Regions from separate parts of the Sus scrofa genome. Here region 1 is linked to region 2. A link is a contact called in public promoter capture Hi-C data. All regions are on one chromosome and are shown on one strand. Each heading gives the region's core, a stretch centred on a gene start, on an enhancer-like site or on the middle of the called end of the contact. The rest is flanking DNA. Distances are from core to core; before and after follow the strand shown. Region 1 holds the start of SMC5 (structural maintenance of chromosomes protein 5). Region 2 holds the start of APBA1 (amyloid beta A4 precursor protein-binding family A member 1).

Region 1 (6,222 bases), core at 2,917-5,416, 570 kb after region 2:
TGATTTTTCCCTATGAACTTCTTTGTTTGTTAGTTTATTTTGAAAAATAACTGACTACAACACTATGTTAGTTCCTGGTGATATGATATTTGTATACATTACAAAATCATCACCACGATACATCTAGTTATCATTTGTTACTGCACAAAGATATTACATTGTTATTGACTATATTCCCCACACAGAGTGTTAATTATTGGCTGTAGGATTATGGATGAGTGATTGTTAGCTTCTGCTTTGTGCTTTCTGGATTTTCAAACTTCCTAAAATAAAAACAAAAATACAAAGAAAATTTAATTATAAGAAGGATGTCATGGTTACCAATTAAAGCTGTAGAAGTGAGAACTTAAAACCAAGAGTTCAGCACCCTAGCTGTGGAGACGTTGGAATGAAATGTCACTCTTGGTGCCTGATACCAAAGGACTCACTTATTTTATAATTTATGTAGCTGATTTCCACAGATTTAGCACAGTGCTGATAATTACTCACTTTCTTTCACTTAGGAAGTAAGAAGCTGTGAGGGAAAACACTTGCTCTCCCCCCATAGGCCCCTGACCCAGCCTGGGCAAGGAGGACCATCAAGTCATTCAGCAAGGACTTGCAGAGAAGAAAACTGCACATGGTGTTTTCAGGCCTTGTTTGTGATCTTTCTGAAATTGACAGTAAATTCCTTCTGGAGCGATTTAATACCATTTTATATCCTTCAAAGAAATGAGGGCCTGATTAGCTCTAGGCTTTCTATCATAACATCACAAAGAATATTTGAATCTAATATTAATTCCTAAAGAATTTTTGAGTCTTTCAATTAGTTTTTGTATCCAAGAGACTGCAATTCAAGAAAGAGGTAAATCTGTTGAGATGTTGATCCAGAACATAAAAACAAGTATGAAAAAGTGCTTGTAACAGTAGCTGGTGCATGGTCAATGCTGTTAGTATTGGCTATTACTACTAACACTATAGTGATTACTATAACCAATTCCAATACTAATTCTGCTACACAAGAAGAAGCAGATATTTTTGTTTTCAACTTCTGTATGATGTCAGAAAAAAATTTTCAAATTAAGAACTGTAGAGAGAACATTGTAAACCAGCTATGATGGAGAAAATAAAAATCTTAAAAAAAAAAACTTTAGAAGTAAGGTATTCTTACTTCTAGCAATTCTTATTGTATAGGGTTTTAGTTCCCTGTGGGAAGGATGCTCATTGTCTTCAGAAGCCCCCATCCCTGTCTAGATCTTTCCTGTCAGTCCTTAACTAGACTGATTAGAAAGTATGTACATGTGTGTGGGGCGGGTGGGGTGGGGTGGGGGGAAGACAAGGACTTACTTAGGTTTTAGCATTTGACTTCTTCCCTCACTTTCAAGTCATAAGCGTTCACTTTTCCACTTTATGAATTTGCAAAAATCAAAATGGAATATTCTTTCTCACTTGGTATATAAACCAGAGGAGGTTATTCTTGTTAACCTGAGAGGGTTCTTGTTAGAACTGAAAGAGAAAACTCTTGGTCAGAGATTGCCACAGCTGAGTTCTATCCCATGCATCTTGCCCCACCTTCTTGCTGTTGTGGCATCATTACCTAGGGCTTGGAGTGAAGCCAAGAAAGAGAACACAGAAGATAGTCTCTGATGGTTAGGTGAAATATATTTATAACTTTGACCCTGCCCCTTTCTGCCAGCTTTTTGTTTGTGTTAATTTTAAAAGTTTCTATAGCATTGGAAGGCCATGGCTTAAAGTGGTTTCTGGTCGCTTATTTCTTCGTCAATAAAAAGTTAAGTAGAATTGCTTTGCCACATCTGTTAGCTAGCAAGGATGGCATGATGACTTCAGCTGATGTCTTAAGATCTGGGTGTGTAGAATTAACCATTGTGGCTCACTCATTCATTCATTAACATCAGATTCTGATTAATAGATATTCTATTTCCAAAGACCTTCTCCTTTTGCCTATATGACACTACTCCTTTCAAGACAATTTTTTACCAGCAGAATTAAAGAAACCAGAGGTGGCAAGATAGATGTGTCTACCTTTATGAGTTCATGAAATTGTTAAGCAATAGTAGGAAGCACTGAGCTAGTGTAACATGCCAGCATATCCCTGGTTCATGCTAACTTCAGTCACACAGAGTCCAACAAAAGAGAAGTATTTAAATCAATTACAGTATATTTGTTTGATAGAATACTATATAGTTGAAACTATGTCACAGAAAAATACTTAATGGCATGGAAAGATATTCATAATATATTGAGAAAAAGGTTAAATAACAGGATACATAATTTGTGCAGTATTTTTTTTTTTTAACACAGAAGGACCATAGTATATACATATGGAAAGAGGATGTTAAAACACATCAAAATCTTAACAGTGATTAGTCTGGGTAGAGGAATTATAAGTTTTCCGTTTGTGTATGTTTTTTTCTGTGTCCCCCAAATTTCTGCATTTAACACTTATTGCTTTTGTGGTTAGAAGCAAAACCAGTAACATTTTCCTTTTCAAAAGATGGTGGTAGAGCATGACTGGCGGTGCTCAGGCAAGAACGCATAGTGTGTGCACATTTGTGGGGTCATCACAAGTTCAGAGGCCCTTTCCCAACTTTCAAGTTTATAAGCATAATTTGATTAATTCACTGAAGAACTGTTGATGGTATAAAGATGGTTATATTGGTTCCCCACTCTTAACTCCTATTACTGCTGCCTGTATTATTTTACTATTAGGGTAGATTTTCCCAAATACAACTATTTCTCCAAAGAAATTGACTCATCAAAGGCTCTTGAAGCAGAGTACCAAGTTACTTTTCAAACAATTTCTACTAGCAGTGTAGCATATAACGGTATAGTGCCCTCCTAAACACTATCTTTATTATTTCCTGTTCAGAAGTTTCAAAATTCTTCTTTAATTTCTATTTAAAATTTTTTTGTGGAGCTCCTTGGTGGCTCAGCAGCTTAAGGATCCAGAATTGTCACTGCCGTGGTTACAGCTATAGTGCAGGTTACATCCTTGGCCTGGGAACTTCATGCTGCAAGCAAAGTCAAAATTTTATAAATATATATTTTTTTCCTAATAACCATGAAAATTTTACATGTTTTTCCAACTCATTTTTTCGTTGATTATAACTTTGAGAGCGTGGATTTCACTCCTGTGAGAGAAAGAATCAGAAACCTGGAAAAGGAGCATTGGTCCAGGAGTCAGAAATCAGGGTTCTACTGCCAGCCTTCCCTTTGTTAACTCCTTCCATGGTTTACTCCCCCAACCACAGCCTTTGTCTTTGCCCAGAATGCTCTTTTCTTATTTCCACACCTGGCTCTTTCTTCGCCTTCAGGGTTTAGCCCAAATATCACTCCCTCTGACAGGCCTTCCCTGCCTCTCCATCACATTCATTCTGTTTTTCTCTTCTGAGCATCTATCTCCGCCAGAAATTAGGTTAACTTGTTCTTTTTCTATCTCTCCACTCACTCCCTCAAGGCCACAACCCAGCCTCTGGTAGATTAGACATTATCAGTTGAGGAATGACACATAAGTAGGTCGCAGGAAGCTCATCTTAAAAGGGAGGTTAATTAGACAAATGTGAGCCAGTTTAAGTGGAACACCCTCTACACCATGCCAGGGAGCTCCGGGGTTTCCGGAAACTTCGAGGGAGGGAGTCTTAAAAGGGAATTAACGAGGGGATGGACAGTCAATGAGGAGAATCTGTGTGGTGCAGTCTTTCTACCAGTTGGAGAGTGCAGGAGACCATAGCGCCATGCTTTAAGAGAGAGGAAGGCATAGAGCCATTTGGAAGAGTTTCCTTTCTTTTCTTTCTTTTTGGACATGGGAACCTGCTTGAAAACAAAGAAAGAAGACGAAGAGGCCCGAACCGAGGGCAGACTCCGAGCATCACCAATGGGGTCTGACGTTGCCCACACGAGGTGCCATCACAAACACCGTCCTCCTTTCTCTCCCGGATGTTTCCTCAGAGCACTGAAAAGGCTTTCAAAATACTAAATGCAACTGATGTCTTTTTTTGAGTTAAAAAACAAAACCAAAACAAAACTTCTCAAAGTATACAGACATAGAGAAAAGTGACCGGAAGCAGCTTCCCCCAGCTCCACCCCCGCTTTCGCAAGGGTTTCGGCCTTCCAGGCCCAGCACTGGGCGGTGCGTGACCGCTGACGCCAGCGATCTCAACTACGCAGGCGCGAGGGCGGGCTCCCGGCAGGGGGTGGGGGAGTCGCGCGCCAGGGCAGGTCGCGCGGGAGCCGGGCGCTGGAGCGCAGGGGCTGCAGGTCGGTGGGAACGGAAGCCAGCTCAAGAAGGAAAGGAAGCCAGAATGGCGACACCGAGCAAGAAAACGTCTACACCAATCCCCCTGGCCTCCAAGAGAGCTCTCCCCAGAGATCCCTCGTCGGAGGTCCCGAGCAAGAAAAAGAGTTCGGCCCCGCCGGCGGCGCCGCCTCCACTGCCGCTGCAGTCTTCAGGGCCTTTCGTAGAAGGCTCTATCGTCCGCATCGCGATGGAGAACTTCCTGTGAGTGGCCAGAGGCCGGGCTGGGGAGGCGAGCGGGCCCTCGGGCTGGGGGCGCAGGCTGCATGCGTGCAGGGGTAGGTGGGTGGATGTGTGCCTGGCTTGTGGGTTTAACAGTAAATTCGTGCTGAGATTGCCGTCAGGAGTTTTATTCGTCGGCCATGAAGATTGACGTGTGTGTCGATGTGGTAGGAGTGTGTCTTGGGTGATATGTTTTTTTTTAATTCTTAACGCCAATGTTGTTTGAAGACGTCATATGGCGGGCAGTGGACGTAGTAGGGATTCGATCTCTGCCCCCTGGGAGTCACAGCCTGTAGAGGTAGGACGTAATCTGTAATTGGCAAAACTGTGGTTCTTGGGAACTCAGAGGAAGCAACAGTTAAATCAGAACGGCAGTGATGCCGTGACAGATTCGTGAAGAGTAGGCAGTTGCTAGGTGGACAAAGATGGTGAAGGTTTCCTAATGGAGGTTGAAATGTACCTGAAAATTAAGCCTTACTCTCAGTTATTGCGCTCCCAGAAGACCCTTGACCCTTTCAAATCTGGCTTTCTGGTTCCTTTTTTATCCCTTCAGACAACTAACCATAATACTCACTGTAGAATTTTTAAATATGTTTTAACACAAATACCGTGTATCTGTTTAGCACCTTAAAGTTCATTTAAGATTTATTTTTTTTTAAGCTTGCGCAGAGTAACATAGGGAAAACAGAATTGCAGTAACATTACTAACATTATTTTTCAAACATCTGTCATGTGCTATAGAAGTAGGTGCTTTATTTACACAATGCTCTCATTCTTTCCTGGTAACAACTCTTTATATTATTTCCATTGATAAGCTCAGAGGTTAATTTGCCCACGTTTACACAGCTAATAAGTAGCGGAATTGTTGTTTGAATCCAAATCAGGAAAGATAAATATAATCAAACGAAGTATTTGCCTTAATAACATATGTGCATCAGGATGCAAGGGGGGAGCAATGGCTAAAATGGTTAATTTTGTCCACAACTGTGAGAAGGGCTTTGTACTGGAGATTATGACATTCTTAAAAAGGAAGAGCATTGCTGACAGAAGGAATTACCTGAAATGGTTATGATTAAGAAGTTTCCAGTATTTTAATATGGTTAGAGCACAGGATGTGAATATGTGAACAGGGTTTATACTGAAGACAACTCTTGGGGGTCTGTGTTTCCTATGCTGAGGAATTCCAGTTCTATGCTGTAGGTTGCCAGGTTAAGTGCATGCATGACATGTGACATATTACTTCAGCAGCATTGTGAAGGATCATTTAGAAAAGGTGCAAAAGTGAAGGCAACAAGGCTTTTACAATACAAGGGCAGAGATGATTCAGAGTTTGACCCTAACGCTGGAAAGTGGGAGCAGAAAGAAGAGATTTGACAGGGTCCGGCTGCAGATTATTTGTGAGGCATGATAGTAAGGGAGGATGCAGCATTTTTCTTAAGTCTCTGCCTTGGAGAATTGGACATTTATAGTGGTATTCAGTAGAAGGAACAGTTTGGGGAAGATAATAAATGCCTTTTGGAACCTGTGACTTGAAGTTTCCTGTGGGACATCTAAAAGATTTCTGTAGGGAGGGTTTTTGGTTTTTTGCTGTACCCACAGCATGCAAAGTTCCCAGGCCGGGGATCAAACCCATGCCACAACAGCAACCCAAGCCACTCCCATGGCAACACCAGATCCTTAACCCACTGTACCACAAGGGAACTCCT
Region 2 (6,586 bases), core at 1,543-4,042:
TGGCAAGGAAAAGAATTAAGGCTTCTTTAAATGAAGAGAATGCATCCATGCAAAACAAATGGCTTGCTGCAGACCACAGCAAAAGGTACAACTATTTCTCAGACTGAATTACAGGATTCAAGCTATATCATTAACCTTAATAGTCCCAACTTTAGGAAGCTAAGTAGTGCATTTTAAAAATTATCACAGTTATGTCAGAAAGAAAATCACTAATTCTTGAGTCATCAACTGTGCTGTTGTATAATTATTCTTTTTCAAAACAGTTTATTTATCTTGATAATTAATAATATTCTTAAACTGTCTTATTAGACATTTACATCTCTGAATTTTACCTGCAGATATAAAGATGCCAACTATTTTTTAGAAAATCCAAAACCTCTGAGAATGCCTTTTACACTCCAAAGTACTTTTCTCAGGAAGAAATCAGCAGAACTAATGAGAGTGAAGAACTAAGAATTAAAATTCATTTTTATAAATCTATCCTTAAATCCTGGATGCAGTCCAACAACCTCCCATTAAAATTTTACAAGACTTGACTTGACGTGGGAAATTTAATGTTCACAGCTCCAAGAAAACCCGATCTACAGATCATCATTAATTAAGAGAAGATAAATGGGAAGAAAAAAAATATGTGGACAGCCCTATTATTATTTTCCTATTATTATTTTCAATGCAACTCCTGCAAAAAGAAAATAAAACGATTTTTTTTTTAAAGAGAAAGAAAGCTCTGATGCCAATGTGTTGTATACTTACTTGTGTAGCTATGACTGCTTACAGGCTTTTCAAAAGGATCAGGGCAGCCAGTTTGGATTCCGACAGCAATGCAGTAGAATTTAAGGTGTTATGATTAAAATATGTTCTAAGCAGGTTAATCTAGTCTCATGACATTTTAATAAAGAAATATCAAGATACTAAGTGGAAAGGTACATTCATTTCTATAAATACCGCAGGAGAAACACAGGAGCAGGGAGCCAAACTGCAGTGGACACATATATGAATATGCTATCTCCCTTCCTATCGCTCTCTACCCAGCCCCACACAAGCCTATCTTTATCACGCAGAGACAATTAAACAGCTATTGACTCTGGATGCAATTCTGTGTCCTGGCTCCCACTGGGTGACTTATTCCCAGCCTGACATTTTCCAAATTCCCTACTAGCAGGCTACATTGACTACGCACTGACCTGGGACCTCACCACCATGAGTCTTGGGGGATTTCAGTTCTGGAATAATACATGGTACCACCTAGTCATTGTGAAGCCTGGAAGAGTAGATGACACCAGGAGTAGAAATAAAGTATCCCTTTTCCTAAGGAAAACGCCCTGCCTGTGTGACGTTGACCAAGGAGGGTACCAAATATTTCTCAGTAGGATCTTTTCGTCTTTTAAATACCACCCCTCCCATCTCTTATACACACATCTAGAGTTCATGCTACAAGAATAAACATAAAGACCATATTCTTCAGCCATAAGATTTCCAGTATTTAAATGTGGAAGAAGAAGGTCTAGTTGACATTCAAAGTTGGGGGAAAGAGAGAGGGATGTGGCCATTAAAGACCCTTCTCCTTCAGGTCAGACCAGAGATAAACAATAGAAACTGCAGTGTCAGGGCATCTAAGACCCTTACAGAGCAGGGGCTGAACAGAGGAGAGGTGTCACAGGATGGAAGCTCCCCTCAAAACCTTTCAGAAAGCCCAGAAAGGGTAACCATTACCCTCTTTCTCTGCCATGGGTCCAAAGCCACAGTCACACTTCCACATCCCCATGTCAAAAGACATGTGAGAACAGGGGGAAGTGAGGGTGAGTGAGGAGAAGTGAGAATCCCCACACCCGGCCATCCACGGGGCAGGAGCAGAACAGAGAAGGTACTCAGAGTTGCAGGATGGAAATAACAAACAGTGTCCCACAGTAAACGGGTGACAGCAAGTCGGGGCACCCGCAGATCTCTGGATTTGGAGAGCAGTTTGAGGAGCGTGGACACAATCACACACATACACAGATTCACACACATGGTATTTTACAAATCCGCACCCACCCTGCTGTCTCCCTCCACATTCACACACCAAGTGCCTCCTGCCCACTTCATCGTTGCCATCACCACACTCTTTTTCACAGTCAGCCAAGAGCTGAGGGTTCCTAGCGGGGATTCCTGGAAATGTCGTCCCCCAACACCTTTCATTCGCCATCCCCATCCCTTAGGCTCTACCTTTTACACACACACACACACACACACACACACACACACACACACTCCTGCCATGACTGTCATCAGGCCCGCCGCTGTCCCCAAAGCACTGCATTTCAGCAAGCACCGGACACCCGGCATCCCAATTCTCAACGCCTCCTTCCCCCGCCCCGTTAGCTCCGTGGCTAAAGGCACTGCCCTCTGGATGTCGCCGGCTGTCCCCTCTTATCCGCACTATTGTTCCTCGCAGCTCCTCTCGCGCCCGGGGGCACCCTTCCGCTAGGACCGGGGCTCAGTCGGGGGCAGCATCAGCGCCGGAGAGCCCCCATTCACCCACCCCTCCCTGGCGGTGGTACCTTGCTTGACAGCTGGGTCCGCGGGCCCGCGGGAGCAGGCGGCGCTAATGACAGCGTTGGTGCCAAGCCTGGGAATAAAGCTCCACTCCAGCCGCTCCTACCTCTACTGCCACCATCTTCTCCCGCCGCCGCCGCCACGACCTCAGCCTCCCTCGCCAATCTCGGGCTAGGGCTCTGCAGCCGCCGCTCGGGCCCCTTCGGTCCCGCGGCCCCACCCCCTTCTCCCCACCCTCCCGCCCGCCGCCCGCCCCTCGTGACGCGCGCCGGGGCCGAGCCGGCCGGCTGGAGAGGGAGGGTGCCCCGGGGAGCGCGCGCGCGCACGCCGCGTGCTAGGAGCGCCCTGCCTCCCACGCCCACCCGCGCGCACGCGCGGCGCGCGAGCCCTAAGCAGTTGGGCGGTGTCCTCCACGCGCCGCCTCTGAAGCGCCCCGGTCCCGACGCGGGTGGGCGTGCCTGGCTCTGCTGCCTCTTGTCGCTCTTAAGTGCCTGGCTCGGGCAGGGGCGTCTTGCAGTGCGTGGGCCCCGCCGGACCTCCTGTTCTCTCCTCTGGCTGCTGGCCGGGCGCACTGAGCGTGACGTGGGGTTGTCTCCGCGAGGGGACTGATGGGGACACCCCCGCCTCCTCGGCGGAAGCCCAGAGGGGGTTCCCCGACAGGATGGGCCGCGCTGTGGGACCACGAGGTCGGGCCGCTGCTTTGGCTCCTGAGGGGTGTTCCCTTTGCTGAGTTACTACCGAGCTTCTCTTCTTCCGGCCCTGCCTGCATTTCGCTGCCCCGCGGCTGCACAAGACCCCTTCAGAAAAGAGGGTGGCTGGCGTCTCGGAAAGCGCTGCAGTCCTGCGTTGTCGCCGCCAGGGGGCGAGTCGCTCGGGTTTGAGCTGGAGCTAAACGGGCCGCGTTTGCCGCCCTTGAGGGGAAGAGTCCGTTCCTGGGGGAAGAGCAGAAAGCTTCTGCCGGGAGATGCTCGGCTTAATTTTTCTACCTGCTTCTCAGTTCTGGTTGGTCAGAATTTAGACTGTATTTGAGCCTAGCTTAGGGCATCAGTCCCAGATATGCTTGGGAGGGAATAAGAGTGGGGGTGGGGGGGAGCCTTAGCAGCAGGAACCAGGTGTCAGGTGCTGTGCGTTAATGAAAAGCAGTGGGATAGACAGGCCTCAGGGGACTTGGGCTCTGTCGACAGCCTCACCTATAATTGGCAATGTATTATGAGCGAAATCATTTCTCTTCACAGATTTCTCAGTAATAATAAATGATATTTGCACAAAGCCTTATAGTTTGCAAAGCCATCTTCATACACATATTCTCATCTAGTAAAATGAAGATAAGCCTTGATTATCTGGAGCTCTTGGGAAAGGAATCTCTTGCTACATACACCATGTTTACATATTATTTTAACCAAAATACTGCCAGAAATCTGGATGTAGTCTGATGTATTCTTGAAGTCTTGTGTTTTAGCTTTAAAATTCATATGAATTTACATTCCACTGCGTAATGAATCTTTTTTTTTTTTGGCTTTAATAACTAATTAATAGCTTCCCCCTCCTCAAAAAGATCTTTTACTAAAATCGAAATATTATATACTACAAGGATACTTGTACTGTGACCTTACATAATTCTTTTTCTTCCCCCCAGCAAATATTTATTCGACGTATATTCTAGATAGGGCCCTTGTTCTCCCAGAGTTCACAGTACAATGGAGGAAACAGATATTAATTAGACTAATAAGTGCAACTGTGATCCATTCTCAATTGCAAAGGTGCTAAAGGTTTATAGCGAAACCTAATATAACTCCAGGATTGGGTTAGGCTTTCCAGGGAAATGATCTTCCAGGCTATCTAGGAGAGGCAGCACTGAGACTCTTCCAGGCAGACAGAAGGAAATGTGTAGAAGCCCACGCAGGTGGGGCTGAAGTGAGAGGGAATGAGAAAGGGCTAGGGAGGCAGGCAGCAGCAGCCACACCTGTAGAACCTTATGGGCCTCTTTAAATAAGGATTTTATCCTGTGAACCTTGGAAGTCAGTGAAAGGCTGTAAGTGTTGGAAGTGTGTGATCATGATCACATATCAGTTCCTGAAAGATTTGTGAGGTAGCTGTCTGAAGAAGTGATTCATGAAGGTCAGGGTCCAGGGCAGAGAGATGCTGAACCCTTGACACACTCCTGCCTATTACTTGGTGAGTATTTAGGGTTTTTAGTTTTTACACTGCCTGTTCTTCTGCTTATTTTTAGTTCTTGCCTTCATACATACCAGTTTGGAGGCTTTTCAGAGTGCCTTGCTATGATAGTCCCTATTTTGTTACTTTTAATCAGCTGTGGTTTTAGGAAGGAAATTAATCTTGTTAGAATTTCAGATTCAGTAAGGGGATATAGGTTCTGAGTGACAGGCTCTTCTCTGTGCATACACTTGGTGCCATTTGGTTTGTTATCTCAGCAATCTTTCTTTTTAGGGCCACACCCATGGCATATGGAGGTTTCCAGGCTAGGGGGTGAATCAGAGCTGTAGCCGGCCGACACCACAGCCACAGCAACACCAAATCTTTAACCCACCGAACAAGGCCAGAGATAGAACCCCATCCTCATGGATAGTAGTCAGTTTTGTTTCTGCTGCACTATGATGGGAACTCCTTCCTCAGAGATCTTTCTGCTTATTTTGTACTTTGTTTGGTCATACCTGCAGCACGTGGAAGTTCCTGGACCAGGGATCGAACCCGTACCATGGCAGTGACCACACCGAATCTTTAACCACTAGGTCATCAGAGAACTCTTTGTGCCTTGGCTGGCAGGAAACTGAAGCCAAATTTGTAGGTCAGTCTAGGAAATGGGTAGATGCATATAACATTCATGTCTATGTCACAGCTCTTCGTTTGGTCTTGTTTTCTATCGATAATTTTCCTGTGCCTGCTTTATTGGCATTTTTCTACTTTATTATAAGTATTCTTATAAGCCACTTCAGATGCTTGTACTCATCTACTTTTAACAAGGGTCAGAACTGCTGTTCAATGTTTCAGAAGTCAGTATATAGAATACTGGCACCTTGCCATCCATTGTAGCAGGTAATAATACTATAGACATTGTCCCAAGTGACTTGGGTTTAAATTCAGGCCTTGTCCACCACTACATATGGTTCAGAAGTCTCTGTGCATGCCAATTTAGAGCCTCCTATTATAAGCAAACTCAAATTGGCCTCCCACTGACTCAAAGATAATTTTCTTCAGTGTGATCTCTGAGTTCCTGAACTCCATAACCCTGCCCTGTACCTAGGAGTGTATCTTACTGGGACAGGCACTGTTTGCCCCTTGGTGAGAGGGCAGGGATCCATGAAATTTTACTCATTTAGGTTTCTTTTGGTCAGGAAAGACCCGAAGAGCCCAAGATTCACTAAATTCAAGCTTCACAAGAGTGTGATCATGTCCTTGTTCAACCCCTGTTAGGATTCTCGACAGCGCAAACAGAACATGTCTCTTTTGGTAGCAGTATATACTTTTCCTTGGTTTCATATTCCTTAGCAATTACCTTTTTTCTCTCTTAGTCCTTGAGTTTAAGTTAAGAACTGAGGTTGTATATAGAGCAAATATTCAATAATCTTTGGGTAATGAGGTTTTTCTTGAGGATTTTATTTTTGCTAACACTTGATTATCTAGCAACCTATCCAATCTGTAGTTATTTTTGTCACAGAATTTTGGATGCATGGACAAAATAAACCTTTGTGAAATGTACATATCCTAAACTTCAATGAATTTACTTTTACGTGCTGTTTCTTATTTCACCAGCTTTTTCTTGACATACATCCTCTCCTGGCTTCAAACAAGACCCAGTCTTTTTCCTTTCTATCCCCAAATATGTCAGGCTCCCTTTCTCTCTTCCTTGAATCACATTCACTGTACTCTTTAATGATTCCCACCCGAATTGCATTCTCTGGCTGCGCTTTCTGATCCACTGGAAGGCATTCTGGTTCCACATAGTGACCCTACCACCGAAAATGAAGTTTCTGAGTGAAGAATGTCATGGGAGCATACTGTCTTCTTTGAATGGTTATATGCCCATCTCTGA

The links. Promoter capture Hi-C pulls out the DNA fragments that hold promoters and counts their contacts.
Region 1: a contact with region 2 is called in a promoter capture Hi-C map of liver, with 4 times the contacts expected there. The contact joins the promoter of SMC5 here to the promoter of APBA1 in region 2. A contact is called at or near these places in 1 of 5 promoter capture datasets (liver) and 1 of 47 Hi-C or Micro-C datasets (embryonic fibroblasts).

The regions. Positions count from the first base shown.
Region 1 is chr1:223,556,105-223,562,326 of Sscrofa11.1, forward strand. SMC5 (structural maintenance of chromosomes protein 5) reads left to right here and starts at 4,167. Exons shown (of 24, transcript XM_021064744.1): 1 at 4,167-4,498. The coding sequence starts at 4,302.
Region 2 is chr1:222,987,206-222,993,791 of Sscrofa11.1, forward strand. APBA1 (amyloid beta A4 precursor protein-binding family A member 1) reads right to left here and starts at 2,793. Exons shown (of 13, transcript XM_021064677.1): 1 at 2,541-2,793.